2 separate regions of the Gossypium hirsutum genome follow, and region 2 is linked to region 1. A link is a contact called in public Hi-C data. All regions are on one chromosome and are shown on one strand. The core of a region is the stretch at or near the end of the contact, and the rest is flanking DNA. Distances in the headings are between cores, read along the strand shown. Region 1 holds the start of LOC107909716 (alpha-L-fucosidase 3). Region 2 holds the start of LOC107909711 (chloroplast sensor kinase, chloroplastic).

The links. Hi-C and Micro-C count contacts between places; a contact is called where the count stands out from the background.
Region 2: a contact with region 1 is called in a Hi-C map of hypocotyl, with 1.8 times the contacts expected there. The contact joins the promoter of LOC107909711 here to the promoter of LOC107909716 in region 1. A contact is called at or near these places in 5 of 34 Hi-C or Micro-C datasets (callus, cotyledon, hypocotyl and 2 more).

The regions. Positions count from the first base shown.
Region 1 is chrD02:59,663,552-59,668,889 of Gossypium_hirsutum_v2.1, forward strand. It overlaps LOC107909716 (alpha-L-fucosidase 3), which reads left to right and starts at 2,647. Exons shown (of 5, transcript XM_016837348.2): 1 at 2,647-3,113; 2 at 4,092-4,301; 3 at 4,387-4,556; 4 at 4,660-4,930; 5 at 5,047-5,338. The coding sequence starts at 2,861. The coding sequence ends at 5,306.
Region 2 is chrD02:59,817,287-59,822,624 of Gossypium_hirsutum_v2.1, forward strand. It overlaps LOC107909711 (chloroplast sensor kinase, chloroplastic), which reads left to right and starts at 3,193. Exons shown (of 7, transcript XM_016837342.2): 1 at 3,193-4,137; 2 at 4,332-4,397; 3 at 4,498-4,566; 4 at 4,681-4,773; 5 at 5,013-5,239. The coding sequence starts at 3,223.

The DNA of each region.
Region 1 (5,338 bases), core at 1,397-3,896:
ATTTTATATAAAAAAAATTCAATCTTAGAATTAAAAAAAAAAAAGGGAATTGTTTGAAAAAATATAGCCTATTAAATTTCTAAATAAGACTATAATTGAATGAGATTTTGGGTTCTAATAAAATCTTTTTCAATGAGAGTATCTGAACAAAAATTAACAAGTTTTGGTGTGGCAAAACTAAAGACTATGCGTTTTCTATTAGTTTGATTTCATTGTCGCATATAGACTTGATCATGGACCGGAGGGTTTGGGCAAAAATATAGGTACAATAAATGGGCTTGGACAAAAAAGGCCCATTTTTTAAACTGGCCGGGTCTCGAGTAAGATTTTTTGGCCTGGACCCAGTCCAACCCGAATTTGCCTAAAATTTTTTCTGTTGGTTTGTTGTTGTTGTTGTTGTTGTTGTTGTTGTTTGCTGTAATTTTGCTATTATATTCTACTATTGTGTTGTTATTATTTGACCCATGATCAGGTCTAGTCGCCGATCATTTTGCAAGACTCGTATTCTAATCCTAATATAAACAAAAAGTGAATTCTTGTATTTCACAAAAAAAAAAACTAAGGACATGATAGTTGAAAATTGCATTGTTGTTGGAATTAGATAGAATTGATAGTCAAATCAATTTAACAAAAATTGACGAGTGTATTTGTCAGGTAGGGTATTAAATCAGATTTTGAGTGGATGGTTTAGAAATGCTATTAAATTGGGAGTCAGTATCATTTCTTTACCCAATTTATTAGTCCAAACTCGTAAAATCAAGTCCAAATTGATAAAACCCAAAAATAAAAATGTAGTCTAAATAAATAAAGCTCATCTAAAAAATAAAGTTAAATATATATTAAAATTGTTATTTATTTGTGTTTATAAATTTTCTAGAATATTTTTTATTTTTTAAATTTTTGAACGATTTAATTGAAAACTGATGAAAACATAGAGAGGTTGTTAGTGCAAAAATAATTAACATAATATTATATTAATACAAATGATAGTAAGCAAAGTGGTGTATGAGTTGGATTTTTGACAATAAAAATAGGAAATTAGATAATATGGTGTGCAAAATCTACTAATTTATGCTATGCAAGGAAGCATCATCTTTTGTTGTTATACAAATTGAGAACATAATATTAGTGCATTTACAAGTGTTGGAGATAATTCACTACAAGTATTTAAAAAATCCCTAAATCGTTTAAGTTGTAATTAATGTTTGTGCCTGCGGATTTAACTCTGCACACATGTCTTGCAAACGTAAATTATTTGTTTGGTGCTTTTTAATTTTAATTTTCTATTTATTGTTTTTCTATTGTTACAATTTACAAACATTCCGACTGTAAATATGTCATTTTTCTATTTTACTTTATTTCTTTTTTTAATTTTTGGTTTCTTTCCAAATTGCTTTCTCTTAGATTGTTAAAGTTTTAACAGAATTGATGTCATAACTTATCACCAAAAAATAAAATAAAAATATTTAAATTCATAAAAAAAATTACTATGCATGTTATCACATCAATATTATTAAAATTGTAATTGTTTAATCATTTTTCATTAAAAAAATTAGTTTGATTAAACTAAAAGTTGAAAGTAATGTGTACCATCAAATAAGTAGACATTACAGATTATATTTATCATATTTATATATAATATTCACAATCAGGGATGAAATTAGAATTTTTGTTTTATAAAGGTCGAAATTAAATTTTAATTTTTACAATGATAAAAATATAATTTATTATTTTAATATTTTATATCTTTATAATTTTTAAAAGATTAAATTAATTTTTTATATTTTTAAAAAGGACCAAAATATGATTTTATCTTTATTAATTTAAAATTTAAAAAATTTAAATGAAAAATTTTCCGGGCATATCAGCGCCCGAGTTTCGGCCCTGATTCACAACCTTTGGTCCGGTGTTCATATTTAACATATCGATGAGGAGAAACCCATAAATCATCAACCTTAGCTTAAAGACAGTTTTTCTTGTATTGTTTCAACCATTATTTCCCTTTTAAGAACTGTTTATCATGAATGCCTTCAATAAAATTACTGCTAAATTTATTGCCATCAGATAAGGCAAATTAATGTATGGCGGAAAAAGTTACTTAAATATCTTTAAATTATGAATTTTATTCTAAATTCATTTTAACCTTTAAAACATTCTATTTTTATTTTCAAACATGTATTTCTTTTATTAAAACTTTTAAAAATAAAATATAAGGAAAAATTAATATTGTAGAAATAAATAAGTAAAAATCTTAATTTTGAGATTTTCAAAAGTTATCATTCATTCTTTTTTTCCTTTAATTTTTTTTTAATTTTTAATTTTAAAAATTATGTAGTAACATTTATTTTTCTTTAAAATTTTTATTTTAAATCATGTCACATAAAATTTTATGTGTCATTTATGGCTAAATTAATATTTTCAATAATGGAAAGACTTGATTTATATAACATTCATAGTGGAGTATTCTTGTTTTTGATCCGGGTATTTTTATATTTTTTATTAAAAGTAATATTTAAGCTATAAATTATGTTTAAAGAATACAATGTTAATTCGTACTATGTTGATAAAAAAAATTACTAGTGTAAATGAAAAATTGGAAAAGGTTATATAATTTAAAGATTAGTTATCCCTGTAAGTCTGTATAAAAAAATTATACATGTAAGTCAAATTTTAAGAGATTATGAAATCAGTAAAATATTTGGTGAAGGAAAATCGTAACAAATGTAACAAAATCATAGTTGATCCCAAGCTGTTAAACTTTTATAAGTAGGCATCAACTCTTCACTGAGTTTCTCCTCAGTTGCATACTTAAACTCTCCCTTACAGCAGTTTTGGATAACTCTTACTTTCTCCCTACTCCATGGCCTTTGGTCTATCTTCCATTTTTGTTATCACGATCTTTGCTATCTCCTTTACGAACCTTGCATCAGTGTCGTTGGTGCTCGCTAGAAAGCCATGTCGATTCCCTGCAATATTCAACTTTGGTGACTCAAACTCCGACACTGGAGGCTTGTCAGCAGCATTTGGCCAAGCTCCTCCTCCCAATGGGTTCTCTTACTTTGGCGCCCCCGCTGGCCGCTACACCGATGGTCGCCTTTTGATCGACTTCATAGGTACTCTTTTTACACCCCCACCTTACTAAAGTCTGATACTTTCCCCGTAACACAAAAATGTCAAAATCTATCAGAAATTGCATGACTGCAGTCTAAACGTTGAAGTTTGTATGATATTACCCTGAACTTGTTTTAAGTTTTTTGGGGTCATTTTTCAATATGTTTGGATTAAATCATGAAACCACGATATCAAAGATTGTTTTAGCTGCATATAATTTACTTTATCATTCATCGGTCATATTAGTCAGCATTATCTGTGATTATTCCTCATAATTGTCCTTTCTTGAGAGGAATTAATTACTGATGTTTGTTACGAAAAATCTTTTTCTAATGATTTTCAAATTGATACCCACGATCAGTGATTACAGATTCTTTGGTAAAGTTAAAAAAAAATGATTCTATTCATCTGAAAATTTATGAGAATTCTCTTAATCAGATTGTTCGGAGTCTCTTACAAGAAAGCATTGGTGACTATTACTAATTTAATCATGGCTAGTTATAATTATTTTCTTTATTTACCAAAAAAAAAATTGATATCCACAGATCCAATCCGGGAATATTAATGATGCAATTGAGTATGACAATGGTTCTATTAGTATATAGTTCATCATAAAATTATTGGCATCCACCGATGCTAGTTTTACTGGCATGAGAAAAAACAGACCATCTAAAACAGCCATTGATGTCCCTGTCTAAGATGTCCTTCCCTGGTCCCATTTTTCAGACTCCGATCTCCATAAAAAGGTGTAGCACGCGCAAATTGGATCTTATCAAATACAAGCAGATAAAAAGAAGTGTGTTTGGGAGCATGGGCCTTTGTTGTCTTGTTTCGATTTCAATTATTGTAATGCGTGAAGAAAATTGCCTTTTTCTCTTTGATTATGATTGATAACAGATAAAACTTAAAAATATCAAACCAAGAAAACACCTAAAGAATCTCAAAGGCTAAAGGGGTTTTGATCTTATTTACTTTTTCAGCCGAGAGCCTTGGGTTGCCATATCTAAGTGCATTTCTTGACTCTGTGGGGACTAACTTTAGCCATGGAGCTAACTTTGCCACTGCTGGATCCACCATTAGACCTCAAAACACAACTCTGCAACAAAGCGGGTTCAGCCCTATCTCTTTGAACGTTCAATTTTACGAGTTCAATGATTTCCATGCAAGGACACAAGTTGTACGTAAAAGAGGTAATCTTTTAATTACTACATTCCATTTACCTTATTTCTCAATTTCTGCCAAGAAAACACACACCCAATTTCTCCTGTTGTGCAGGTGGAGTTTTTGAAATCTTAATGCCAAAGAAAGAACACTTCTCAAATGCCTTATACACCTTTGACATCGGCCAAAATGATCTCACTGCGGGTTATTTCTCAAACATGTCTACTGATGACGTTAAAACCTATGTTCCCGATGTGCTTAATCAGTTCCAGACTATAATTCAGGCCAGTAAAGCTAACCTAATATTCGATTAATCATTAATCGTTGAATCAAATGTTTGAATATAACTTAGCATTGATTATTACTTTGAAACCTGAAATTGTGCAGTATATATATAACCAAGGAGGGAGATACTTTTGGATACACAATACAGGTCCTGTTGGGTGTTTACCATATGTAATGGAGCGTATCCCGGTCTTAGCAGGTCAAATTGATGACTATGGATGCGCCTCTCCGTTCAATGAAGTTGCTCAGTTTTTCAACCGTGGATTGAAAAAGATTGTGGAACAGTTACGCAAAAATTTGCCCCATGCTGCAATCACTTACGTTGATGTCTACTCAGTGAAATACTCCCTAATTAGCCAAGGAAGAAAGCATGGTGAGTGAGTCCCATTATGAAACAACTAAAAACTTCATGACAAATACAGGGTTGAAGTATTCATAGAAGGTTCTGGATTTGACAATTGGATTGGATTGATATGAAAAAAATTGCAGGGTTCAAGCACCCTCTTAGAACATGCTGTGGCCATGGTGGGAAGTACAATTATAACAAGAACTTGGGGTGTGGAGCAAAGGTTAACAAACATGGGAAAGAAGTGTTGGTGGGAGCTCCTTGCAAAGATCCTTGGACTTACGTAAACTGGGACGGGGTTCATTTCACTGAAGCTGCTAATAAGTACATATTTGAACGTATTGTTGATGGTTCACTTTCAGACCCTCCAACACCATTAAACATGGCTTGCTATAGGAATTAAGCTAGGAAGGGGAACGCAAGTCTTTTTAGATT
Region 2 (5,338 bases), core at 1,943-4,442, 150 kb after region 1:
TTATGGAATCTTTTTTCCAGTATCAGGCTCAAAACTTTTGGAGGATGATCAGGGTGAGAATTTGGCTAACAAGGTATAGAAAAGGGTGAAGGTGGATTTCCAGAAATTTTCTTTTTACCTTTGCTCTTAGAAGAGGATGAAGATTGGATCATGAAGTTTTCAACGGGTCTAGTACGAATGTCAGAAAGAACATTGGTTTTTCCTTTTATGTGCTTGACATTAAAGGAGTATTTGGAAAACCATTCTGCCCACCTAAGAAGTTGGGGATGAGGTACCTCTTTTTGTTTGAACTTCAGCATTTTGGGAAATGAGGACATATCCATTTCAACAAGGAAATGATATCCTACTAGATGAAACTCAAATTTAGAAATACCTCTGTTGACAGCAAGAATCTCTTTGAAGGTGGAATGATAGTGAATTTCAGCATTTGTGAACCTTCCACTTTTGTATCCATATAATCGTCTTTTATCATCCTTTTCTTCAAATAAGATGGCTCCCCAATATTTATCACTTTCGTCTGTTTACAAAATTCTTTTTCCCTCTTAGGGGATTTGCAAATGTGGTAAATGCACCAATTTTTCTTTCAATTTTTGGACTGCCTAGGACTGTTTGGTACCCCATGGAGGAGGATATTTTCTTAGCATCTTTCTCAAGGGATTTGTAAATATTGAGATTTTTGGAACAAAATCTCTAAGATAGTTTACAATTCTCAGAAATTGTTGAACTTGTTTTTTGGAAATATTTTCAGCTGGAAATTTTTTCAATTCTTCAGCAATACTGACATTGGGCTGATATTTGCCGTCTCTAATAATCATGCCAAGGAATTCTATTTCTTCTTTGTTGATCTACATCTTTCTTTCAAAAAGCATGATTCCATGTTGAAGGATTATTTGCCTAAACTGGGCCAGGAGATTAGCATGGCTTTCTTGATCTGGACTGTATAGGAGAATATCATCTATGTAGATCAAGGCTTGATCCATGATGGGCTGGAAGATTTTTATCATGGCCTTTTAAAATAGTGATTGAGAAATTTTAAGTCCAAAAGGCATAACTGTCCACTGAAAATGTTTGTTTGGGATGCAGAATCCCGTCTTAGTCTTGTCTTCTGGATCTATACCCAACTGCCAAAATCTTGCTTTTAGATCAAACTTAGAAAAAAACTTGGGCTTTCGCGAGGCTTGAAAATATAGAGTTTCTGTTGGGCAAAAGGAACTTGCTGCCTTGTAGAAAATGATTAAGAGGCTGGTAGTTGATTACCAGCCTTAATTTTCCTCTGGCTTGTTCTGACTTTTTGTTGACATGGAGGCTTCAATCAATCCTTCCTTCTGTAACTGCTGGCATTCTTCTTCAGCTAGCTTTAAATGTTCTGGGTTCATTTCCATATGACTAGCTTTGGTAGGGTTAATATCTTCATTCTTCTTAAAAGAGAGTTTGATGAAAAATTCAAAATTTTTCCACAAAGGGTTCTGCATTTTTGTAAGAACTCTAACTAGGACTTCGCACATGATTTTTCTTTTAGTTCTTCCACAACTTCCTGGATTTTCTCCGAATAAACTGTAAACAATTTAGGGATCTAGACATAGGGTTTAAACATTTGTTTATACCTTAGTCTTTCTGGTAGAATTCTTAATTGTTTAGCTTTTGTATAAATATCAAAGCCAACAATAAGATCTTTACCAGGAAGTTTTGACCCAAAAACTGTAGTAGTAACGGAACATCTGGGGAAAAACTGAATTTTGATAGGCTTACTTATCCAGTGTGTTGCAAAAACTTTGTTTGCTGCTGAGTTAAAGTATCGGGTATGAGGTTCCCATCATTCTGCTGGTAAAACTTCTAGATTCATGATTGTTTCTGCTACTCCAGTATCAATAAAAGCAATTATAGTAATAGGTTTACTGTATTTACTTAAGTAGATTGAAACTGGAATATGTGGTATCGAAACTGGAGAGGTTGAAAGAATTTGAGAGTTTGATAGGATCTGGGACTGCATCATGAATATCTCACTTGATGAAGTTTTAGATTCACTGTAATCAATACTCTAGATTGCACATAATGATTTCTCATTAGGCTCATCATCAATAGAAAATATTGATTCAAGATCATCTTCCTCATCAATCTTGATTCCAGATTTTTGTTGTATTTGCTGGATCATCTTTGTCCCATGTTTGTTGTTTGGCCATGACTTTGCAAAATGACCCTTTTGGTTGCAAATGTAGCAACGGGTAGATTTAGCTCCTCTAGGGAACCTTTTCTTCTTCTTGAGATATCTCTATTTGTATCTTCCTTTTCTGGACATCTTTGGAAAAAATCTCTTTATCCTCTTGAAATGTTTTTTCTTCTTGGTAGGACAATAACACGAGTTGTCCTTACCACACTTGATTTTAAGATGTGATTCATTGCAGGCTTTATCTAATCTTCTGTCACCATGGAGATAGTCTTTGAAGACTTTTCTTCTGTTACATAAGTCTTCTAGGGCAATATATGTTTCCTGCTGGATCTCTCCCATGGTAAGATAAAGAATATTCTTGTTCTGCCAGTAAAGATTTTGATTTATTGCTACTTGAAGCGGATCCGGAATGGATGCAACAACTGCTTGCTTTAGACTAGGATCTAATCCAAGAGCACAAAAAAGCTTTGTCATTGCATAAAAATGCCTTCACAAATCTTTTTTTCTTGTAGGAACAACATCTTCTTTTGAAAAATTCTCTTCTTTTGAAAAATTCTCTTCTTTTTAGAGTTAACAAATCATCAGGATTTCCAATAAAATGATTATGGATAATCCTAATTGCTTGTGATAAATCTGTTAACACTAAAAATTGCATCTGGTTTGTCTGGTAAAGTTAAAGTAGTGCTATTGGACTCTTAGGTGGCACCCATAATTTTTTTTTTGTATTATTTTTCTTCAATGCACATTCGAAAATACAAGTATTTTTAAAAAAATTGAAAAATGAGGATAGTATCATCAATTTATCAGGCGACACGGATAAATACGTTAGATTTCATATCATAATTAATTGTTGTTGCATACTATTTATGTAATTAATTAATTTTTAATTTTTTTATAATAAAAAAAGCCTGGAATTTCGTAATGAATGCTAAGCATATTAAAAAACAAAAAAGCAGCTAAAACGTAGTCGTTTAGTAAATATCAGCATTGAAACCCCATTATCATTTGATTTAATTTTTGTTTTTGTTGTTATCCATCCAGTCCAGTCCACACTTATGGCAGCCTCGGTGGTTCCACCAATGCTTCTCTCTGCAATAACATCCCAACTCCCTCTTTCCCCGCCTAACTCCTCCACCAACCAAACCCTTCCACGTGCCCCCCTCTACCACCTCTCCTCTTCCTCTCTTCCCAAGCCCCCTCTCAAACACCTCAACCTCAACTCCACCTCCCTCCACCACGTCTCCGCCCCCACCCTCTCCGACGACGATGAATCCCCCCAAGCCCAACCCGCCATGGTCTCCTCCGCCTCTGCCATCTCCGCTGCCATCCGTAAAGCCTCCACCTCCCCCGTCGACTTCACTCAAAGAATCGAGAAAAACGACCACCGCAACCACAAATTAATCATGCCTACCCCCGACTTCCAGCGCCTCTGCCTCGAACAACTCGACCTCTTTCGCCGTATCGTTGACCCCGACGCTGTTCTCTCCGTTTATGTCAGGCCGGCCGGTAGTTACGTCATGGACCAGCTGGAGTTACGTCGAGTTACCTCGTATCCGGGAGTCGAAGCCGCCGACATTTTGTTTTTAGTTGGAAACTTCACTGTCCCCGCAGGACTGCGTGCCGCTGAAGCGGCGCTTTCAAGTCAACAAATGGAGGTTGTGGGGGAGCATAGAGCGGTGGTATTTCCTATGGTGAAGCAGCCGTTCGTGGTGGGCTTCTTGGTGGCGGAGCTCCCGGGGATGGAGAAGGTGCCGCAGGGGAGTGAAAGTGGGGACATGGTTCGTTTTCCGACTCCTGAGGAGGCTTACGCGTTGTCTTCTCCTTCTCCAGGACTGGGTTTGAAAAAATCGTGGGAAATTCAGTCTCTTGAGAATGAAGCCATGAGGCAAAATGACATCTTTACTGTTGACGAGAGATCCAATGCCATCAATATATCTCGAACTTTAGCAGTGGCTTATGTTATGGATCAGGTTAGTCACTCACGTCTTATTTCTTCTTATCTTTATACTACCAATAATTTATACAAATGCTCCATTGCCATTATCAAGCGAAAAAAGGATTTAGCTTTGCCATGTTATGTTGTATGTATGTAGGAACTTAATGTGATTTTACTTGTGTGTCATGAGTCAATGCAGCTTTTATATTAACCGTATTTCTTCCGTAGAAAGCTATTTTACTACAGCAATCGACATGGCAAAACAATGTCAGAATGGGTGCTCTGGTTGAGCAGGTATAATGTGTTGCCTGCTGTACATACATTTCCTTCTTCCTTTTTTTTTATTGTTCAAGTTATTATGGTTTTTCCTTTAAATTTCAAAATTTTCTTACAGATTCGCGGTCCTCTTTCCAGCATTAGGACGTTAAGTAAAATGCTATCCACTCATGTCAAAGAACATGAGGTTAGTTCTTGAACCATCTGAAAAAATGTTGATCCTACTTTTCGGTTTTAAGTGTTTCATTCTGCAATTCTTTCGACTATTACATATTTAATTAAGGAAAGCATACTCTTGTAGATTTCTCACGACATTGTTGAAGACATATTGGTGCAAGGTGACTGTATCAGCGGCACCCTTCAAGAGCTACAAGATGCTGTTTACTTGACAAAGGTCATTTTCCTCTCAAAGCATGTAGAGATACACACATTAAGACTGTTGCTGCTTCTTCTCCTTTTCATTTTTCTTCTTTTGACGATTCAGAATGTCTTTCTTTCTTTTGGTTGATGTGATACAATAGCTCTCTGTTATGTCTTTCTGTTCCCAGCTAGTTTCATTCTTGGTATTAAAAGTTTCCCTTTTCTAGTCATCTTCACGCCCATATCTGATTTTCCTATCTGACTTGTTTTTAGGCTAATATAATGCGCTACAATGAAGGATCTTTGAAAAAGATGCGTAATTCAACTCATTCGCACCCTGAGTCACTAAGATCTCAATTATCAGATGATTTCTCCAGGGATAGGTCTGGCAATAGGTCAGAAACCTCTGGTTTACTACTATCCCTAAGTACTACAGACAAGGATTTAGAGATGCCAATGCCACCTCTGGCTCTTGCTCCATTACAAGAACACGGAATCAGGTATGCAATTCCCTTCTGGTACTTGAGTTCATCTCCTCATAAAATAAAATAAAACCAAATTATGTGTTCAATCATATCAATTAAATTCCAGTTGCAGAC